Regions from separate parts of the Arabidopsis thaliana genome. Here region 2 is linked to region 1. A link is a contact called in public ChIA-PET data. All regions are on one chromosome and are shown on one strand. The core of a region is the stretch at or near the end of the contact, and the rest is flanking DNA. Distances in the headings are between cores, read along the strand shown.

Region 1 (3,299 bases), core at 656-3,155:
ATTGAAGTATAAATATTGGTTAGAAAATGTAGTACTAAAGGATACCTGCTATAGCAACTGATAATATCAGGAATCAACCGAGCCATGGCTGCCTTATTACAAGGAATAGCAATGTGTCGAACACTATTACTGGCCTTCATTTTATCATTACCAACAAGATCAATAGTCTTCTGGTCTCTTTTAAGAAACCTGTTAGAGATCTAGTAGAAGCAAGCGAAAAGGTCTCAACAACAAATAGAGAGAAAATGAACATAGCAGCAAACTATAAAGCTTAAAACATTAAAAATAGCCACAAATATTTGAAAGGGACGCACATTTTTCACCCATGATGGCAAAGTAGCACTGAAGAGAAGAGTCTGGACTTTAGTAGAATCCTCCACTTTCCCTGAAGTTATAGAAAGAACATATAAGATACAAAGAGTAAGCTGTTTCATATTAGGAAAAAAAACCAAAACCACGACATACCTAAAATAAGTTCAACATCCTCAACAAATCCCATCCTCAACATTTCATCAGCTTCATCAAGAACACGGAATTGTAAATAGCTGAAATCAAGGTTTTGTCTTTCAATATGATCCTGGAATGAAAGTCAATTACAAGGTCAAATAAACAAAAATGATGATCTGAATCCAGGGAAGCCAATATTAAAAATTAATGTTTAGAAAAGAGAAAGAGAGAGAGGGAGGGAGAGAGACGTACCTTAATACGACCAGGGGTTCCAACTACAATGTCAACACCTCTCTTTAATTTACCCTCCTGAACTGGATAGCTATCACCTCCATAGAGACAACATGAACTTAACCCAAGTGATCCTCCATATGCATCAAAGTCAGCAGCCACCTATCAAAGAAAACCATACCATAAGTAAAACCTAGAGTACCAAAAAAGATTTTGCACCAAATCTCTTAATAACATGCTGAGAATCATTACCTGCTTGGCCAATTCTCTGGTCGGTAAAAGGACCAAAACACTTGGTGACCTGCCATATCCCATCTTCCTTTTGCTTTTGGCAGGTCCATTAACCAAAGATTCCAATATAGGCAACACAAAAGCCAATGTTTTACCCTGCACCACACCACATATGATCAGCAAAGACCCCTAACTTTGAAAAATTCACTCTAAAGTCCACATAAGCAGGAGATTCACAATACCGAGTCTCTAAGTCTCACAAAATAACAATTAAATAGCAAATTAGGCATCCCTAATAACAAGCCTTCCACATAAATATCCAAAAGCCTCAAACTTGACAAATTCATACAGAGACAAACGCATAATAAGCAAAACCCAAATTTCAAAATCAAACCAATACCTGACCAGTACGAGCCCGTCCAACTAAATCAGCACCATCGAGAACCATATCAAACGTGGAAGCCTGAATCGGGAAAAGAGCTTCAATACCATTCGCCTTAAGCTTCTCCCTCAAAGGCGCAGAAATCCGAAACTTAGAAACAGCATTAGGGTTATCAACTTCAACATCCTCAACGCCCAACTTAACCTTCTTGCTGCTCTTCTTCTTCTCCGAGCTTGAATCGCTCTTCACTTCATCCTCCTCCTCGGAAGCCTTACGCTTCTTATCCTTCTTCTTACTCTTCTTCTTCTCCGACTCTTCTTCATCCGAATCAGATAGTTTCAGCTTCTGCTCCTTCTTCCCCTTCTTAGAATCAAGCTCTGGGGTATCCAAAGCCATCTTCTTCTTCATCTTCTTCTCCTCTTTCTTATCAGATAACATTAGGGAAGGCATTTAGAAGGAAGATAATGGAGAATCGAATCTCTTCTGCTTGTTGAGAGATTGAGGCTATGAAGTGCGAAAGCAGGGAGAGACGACAAAAGAGGACGACAATTGCTAGGGTTTACCTCTCTTTTTATATAGTTTTGAGATTTTAGAGAAACCCTAATTTACTCTAATGTGCAATCTCTAATCTGCCGTTTATTTATTCTGATAAGAGAATGCGTGTCGTTTCTAGGTCAAACACTCAAAAATATCTATCTTTCCTTTTTTTAATCAAAGACTCAAAAATATCTTCTTTGTTGGCTTTTCTATTAAAATAGTAACTTTCTTCATTTTTCGACGATATGATAAAACCAAAGCTCAAACATAATCAATTCGTTTTCTATCACATATATAGTTGATGAACTGTCACAAATTTCTAAAATGGATACACACTGCTCATAAGATTTACAGACTCTGTAATTAGGAGTAAGTAACTTCATCATAGATTTATGGTTAATACTTAATACAGTTCTGAGACCCATTTCCCCAAAACGGTACACATTTATTCTTCACAAGTCCTAATATGTTTATACAAAACCGGAAACATAACAGCTTACAAGAGCAATGTGGTACCGGCGACAACAAAACCTAGGAGTATGATCACGCTCCTTCTGAGACCAATGGCAAGGACATTAGAATCTGAGGCGCTGTTGCAGTAATTGAAACCATACCATACACTCTCAGGAACATATGTGTTATATGGGAAGGTGACCGCTTTAGAGCCATGGCTATATATCTTTACAGTGTTTGGGATCCAACCATCTGGACCAGACCTGTAGAGATATACATAGCATATCTGGTATGTACATGGTCCGTTTATCTGAAATGTATCTGATGAACATTGCTCAAACGTTTTTGTAGATGGATCATCAAGCCTTGGTGCGTATATCTGATTCAAATAAACAAAACTTGAGCAGCGAAATTTCATTGAACATCGAACCGAAGCGAACATCCTTACAGTTTATTAGTTTATTAGTGATAGATGCATGAACAGATTAGACACTAGTTACAATCAAAACCAATCCATTGAAACTTTCATCTATTCCAAAGATGTGTATATTTCTCTAAAACTCAAATGTTCAGATCAACCAGAGCAACCAGAGCTAAGCATTTGCAAACTTTTGGTAGCTAGAATTCTTCCATAGGAGTGACAATGTTATGCATATTCAGTAGCTAACTAGAACTGGACCTGAACATACTAAAAATCTAATGAAACCAAAGATGAGCTCAAAATCTGAGAAAGTCCATTGTAACAAAGCTCAATTACGAAGAATCAGATATGTGCGAAAACAGATGTGTATTTTGGAATGAAACATTCAATTGGAACCCTAAGCATAATCGATAAACCAAAGTGTTACCAAATCAAAATCAAATGTTCTGAAGAAATCAAAATCTCACTCAGCGAAGAAATCTAACCTGGTTACCATAGCCATCGCCGAAAGCGACGCTGATCTGATCGCGCGTGTACCTAGTCGACGAACAGCTCGTCGAGATGATCACTGTGTAAGCACAAGTATTCCCCAATTTC
Region 2 (3,707 bases), core at 33-2,532, 39 kb after region 1:
AAAACATTTGTTTTTTTTTTAACTCAAAAGGAATGTCGTTACGGGAAAAGAAGATTGTTTCTTAAGAGAATTTGAAAAGAGATACCAAAGCCACAGAAGGGTTGATCTACGAGTCAGCGATGGTGACCTCAACTTCAACACCAGGTTCAATGGTGATGGAGGTGATCTGCTTGACCACATCAGGAGAGCTGAAAAGATCTATAACTCGCTTGTGTACCCTAAGCTCGAATCTGTCCCATGTGTTGGTTCCTGTTTACAATACCAATAGTTAAGAGAGTTTCAGCAAATGTGAAGACACTTGCAGTGACAGAGTATAAAACAGTATTGAGCACAATCACAAATTCTAAGACCTAAATCCTAGGTTTAATAGAGCAAATGAACTAAGGGAGTGGTTCCAACAACAAGCTCTAGTGATTCTGAAGGCAATATAAAAGATGAGATGAGCATAATCATCATACCTTCACCACAAGGAGCTTTACGGGTAGTGATCTTGAGAACCTTGGTGGGCATTCTGACTGGACCCTTAACTCTCAGTCTCTTGTCCTTAGCTCCACGAACCAAATCAGTACACACTACATATCATTTTGTAGAAACAGAACAATAACAATAAATCAGTATCAAAATGTCCACTCTCAAACCATTCGAATCATCACTGAAGCAAATCGAAGTCAATAAATCTATCATCTTCTACTGAAAAAACTAAACCTTCAAAATTCACTAAAACTAGGAAAACATTGAATCCTCAAACATTCTTTACGGTTTTGAAAGCAGCTCAAAACTAAATTGCTGAAGCGAAATGATAAGATAATCAAAATAAAAGGATAAAAAAGAAAGACCTTTTTCCAAGTTCTTGACATTCTTGGAGGAGAGAGTAATTCTGATCTTGTGAATCTGCTCGAGTGGCTCTTCCAAACCAGCCTTCCCTGGTTTCATTGGTTGATACGCTGTCGCCATATTTGCAGCTTCTTCTGAAAACAATCACAAACACACCAACCAATCCATCACATTAACAAATGATCCGATAAACTCATGTAAACATGAAAAATATTAAAACTTGGATCAAGTGAAGAGAACCTGAGAGACGAACGAAGCTCGACGGCGGATTGCTTTTTGCTGCAAGGAAGGAAGGAGTCGAATGATTTAACCTAAGAGACGGTTGATTTAATATGAAAACCCTAATTTATATGGACTTGTTGGGCCCAAACAATATTCAGCCCAATAACTACAAAAATATTTGCTCTGTATTTTTCTTTTGTGTTTTGACCCAATTACTTGGAAAACAATTCATTTTATTAAAAAATACAAACCATGTTTGATTTAATTACATAAATTTTTGTAATGAATAAACGTGTTATTATAAAAAACAAATTAATATTTTTTAGAAGTTTTAACCAAAAATATCTTGGTACCGTGTTTTTTAGTCAACCCAGAGAAAACATCACGAACGGCTATTTTTTAAAATTAAACAAAAAAAAATTAAGTTCTTTGTTATTTCTAGAAAATGGGGAAGACATGCATTTGTTGGAAGCACGTAGTTTCGATATGGACACTCTCCCACATGATTATTCTTTAAGAACTATACAAATCATAAAATATCACCATTCATTAATAACTTAAGGTGTTGTAAGAATAATAAAGTCAGAAATTATAACTTTAGCACTATGGATATAAGAATACAACGAATAATCACAAATCACAACCATAATAAAATCTCTGTCTGACTTTTGAATTTGGAACTAATTTAGAATTATTTTTTGTTGACAGCAAATCTTTATAATTTAAAGATATTAAGTTAACATCAAATAGAAGTATCATACTATAACTATAGTCATATTGAATTAAAGATAACAAATTACCATAAAATTTAGATGTAAATAGTCAAATTTATTTATCTGCAAGAAGAACAAAAAAAATGGCGAATGAGCCAATTTTTGCATCAAGTAGTAAAAACGGAGTCCCCCACTTCCCGCGAAAACCTCAGTCTCTCTCTCTCTCTCTCGCAACCGCTTCTCTGTAATCGTTATGTTTTGATAAAATCACAAAACAAACAAACAAACAAAAATTAAAAGAGTGTAAATATGAAAATTCAAATAATTCTCCACAAATTTTTCTATTAATAACAAATGTCTACGACGGAACCGTCGCCTGAGAATGATCGGGATCCACAACCGACCACCATATCTACTCCGACTTCCACCAATGCGAAGCTTCTGAAGAAGATCCCTGCGATTCCTTTCCGCCATTCGGATAAGGAAGGAGAAGATGAACAAGCGAAGACGGACGAGGTTACTACGGAATTAGCTGGGGAAGGTCCGATGAGTCACGATTCGCCGGAAATTCTTGCTCCTTCTTCCTTAGGTTTGAATCATATCAGAACGAAATCGTCTCCTGCGCCGTCTCCTTTGAGATTTTCATCTGCCACGCCTTTGATATCTCCGGGTCAAGATGATAAAGACGTCGCCAAGGAGAAACCGAGGGTTGGTGTTGTTGATGCTCGTGCTGATGCTCGTGCCAGATGGCCGATTCCTCCACATCAACCCGATCAAGGTAGATTTCTCGTTGATTCGATTTAGGATTTATGAATTCGAAAATTCAACTTAGATGATGATGATTCAGAGGATCTTAATGATCAGGAGGTGTTTGTTGTTTTGTCTTTTAGGGAAAAAAGTTCAGTGGAGTCAATCAAAATCTCAACGAGTGCCTGCAAATTCAAATCCAGGGGTAGAGGTGAATGTCTTCTTCTATGTTTGTTTTTCAAATTCTTGGAAAATTTTATATTGCTGATTCGTTTTTTTTGTTGTTCTTGTGAATGCAGAGTACTCATGTAGGTCTTGCCAAGGAAACACAATCTCCACGTTTTCAGGCGATATTGCGTGTCACAAGTGGAAGGAAGAAGAAAGCTCATGACATTAAGAGCTTCTCTCATGAACTTAATTCTAAAGGTGTGCGACCTTTTCCCGTGTGGAGATCTCGCGCAGTTGGTCACATGGAGGTTAGTGTTGGTTGATGCTTCTTCTCACCTCTGATAAGTTCTGCTCATTTGGTTGATGCAATCTGTGGAACGTTTTACAGGAGATTATGGCGGCGATCAGAACGAAGTTTGATAAGCAAAAGGAAGATGTTGATGCTGATTTAGGAGTTTTTGCTGGCTATTTAGTGACAACTCTAGAGAGCACACCAGAATCTAACAAAGAATTAAGAGTGGGTCTAGAGGATTTGTTAGTTGAGGCTCGGCAATGTGCAACCATGCCAGCTAGTGAGTTTTGGTTGAAATGTGAAGGTATTGTTCAGAAGCTTGATGATAAACGTCAGGAGCTACCCATGGGAGGACTGAAACAGGCTCATAATCGTCTTCTTTTCATTCTTACTCGTTGCAATAGGCTTGTGCAATTTCGTAAAGAGAGTGGTTATGTTGAAGAACACATTCTGGGAATGCACCAGCTAAGTGATCTTGGAGTTTATCCTGAACAGATGGTGGAAATCTCGCGACAACAGGACCTTCTTCGAGAGAAGGAAATCCAAAAGATAAATGAAAAGCAAAATCTAGCTGGTAAACAAGATGATCAGAACTCGAACAGCGGAGCTGATGGAGTGGAAGTAAATACTGCTAGAAGTACTGATTCAACTTCGAGCAATTTTCGGATGTCATCTTGGAAGAAGCTTCCATCTGCTGCCGAGAAAAACCGTAGTCTTAATAACACTCCCAA

The links. ChIA-PET counts read pairs in DNA pulled down with a chosen protein or histone mark.
Region 2: a contact with region 1 is called in an H3K4me3 ChIA-PET map of shoot, with 10 read pairs. The contact joins the promoter of AT5G62300 here to the promoter of PRH75 in region 1. A contact is called at or near these places in 3 of 26 Hi-C or Micro-C datasets (leaf, root and rosette leaf) and 1 of 2 datasets of contacts at active chromatin or transcription factors (shoot).

Annotation. Positions count from the first base shown.
Region 1 is chr5:24,982,139-24,985,437 of TAIR10.1, forward strand. PRH75 (DEAD box RNA helicase (PRH75)) reads right to left here and starts at 1,906. Exons shown (of 13, transcript NM_125613.3): 1 at 1,310-1,906; 2 at 931-1,065; 3 at 700-840; 4 at 466-577; 5 at 315-385; 6 at 46-200. The coding sequence starts at 1,741. It overlaps AT5G62200 (Embryo-specific protein 3, (ATS3)), which reads right to left. Exons shown (of 3, transcript NM_125614.4): 2 at 3,188-3,298; 3 at 1,910-2,660. The coding sequence ends at 2,325.
Region 2 is chr5:25,021,282-25,024,988 of TAIR10.1, forward strand. It overlaps AT5G62300 (Ribosomal protein S10p/S20e family protein), which reads right to left and starts at 1,283. Exons shown (of 4, transcript NM_125624.4): 1 at 1,075-1,283; 2 at 837-968; 3 at 459-572; 4 at 1-249. The coding sequence starts at 954. The coding sequence ends at 107. IRE (AGC (cAMP-dependent, cGMP-dependent and protein kinase C) kinase family protein) reads left to right here and starts at 1,874. Exons shown (of 17, transcript NM_125625.3): 1 at 1,874-2,547; 2 at 2,660-2,727; 3 at 2,816-2,992; 4 at 3,073-3,707. The coding sequence starts at 2,124.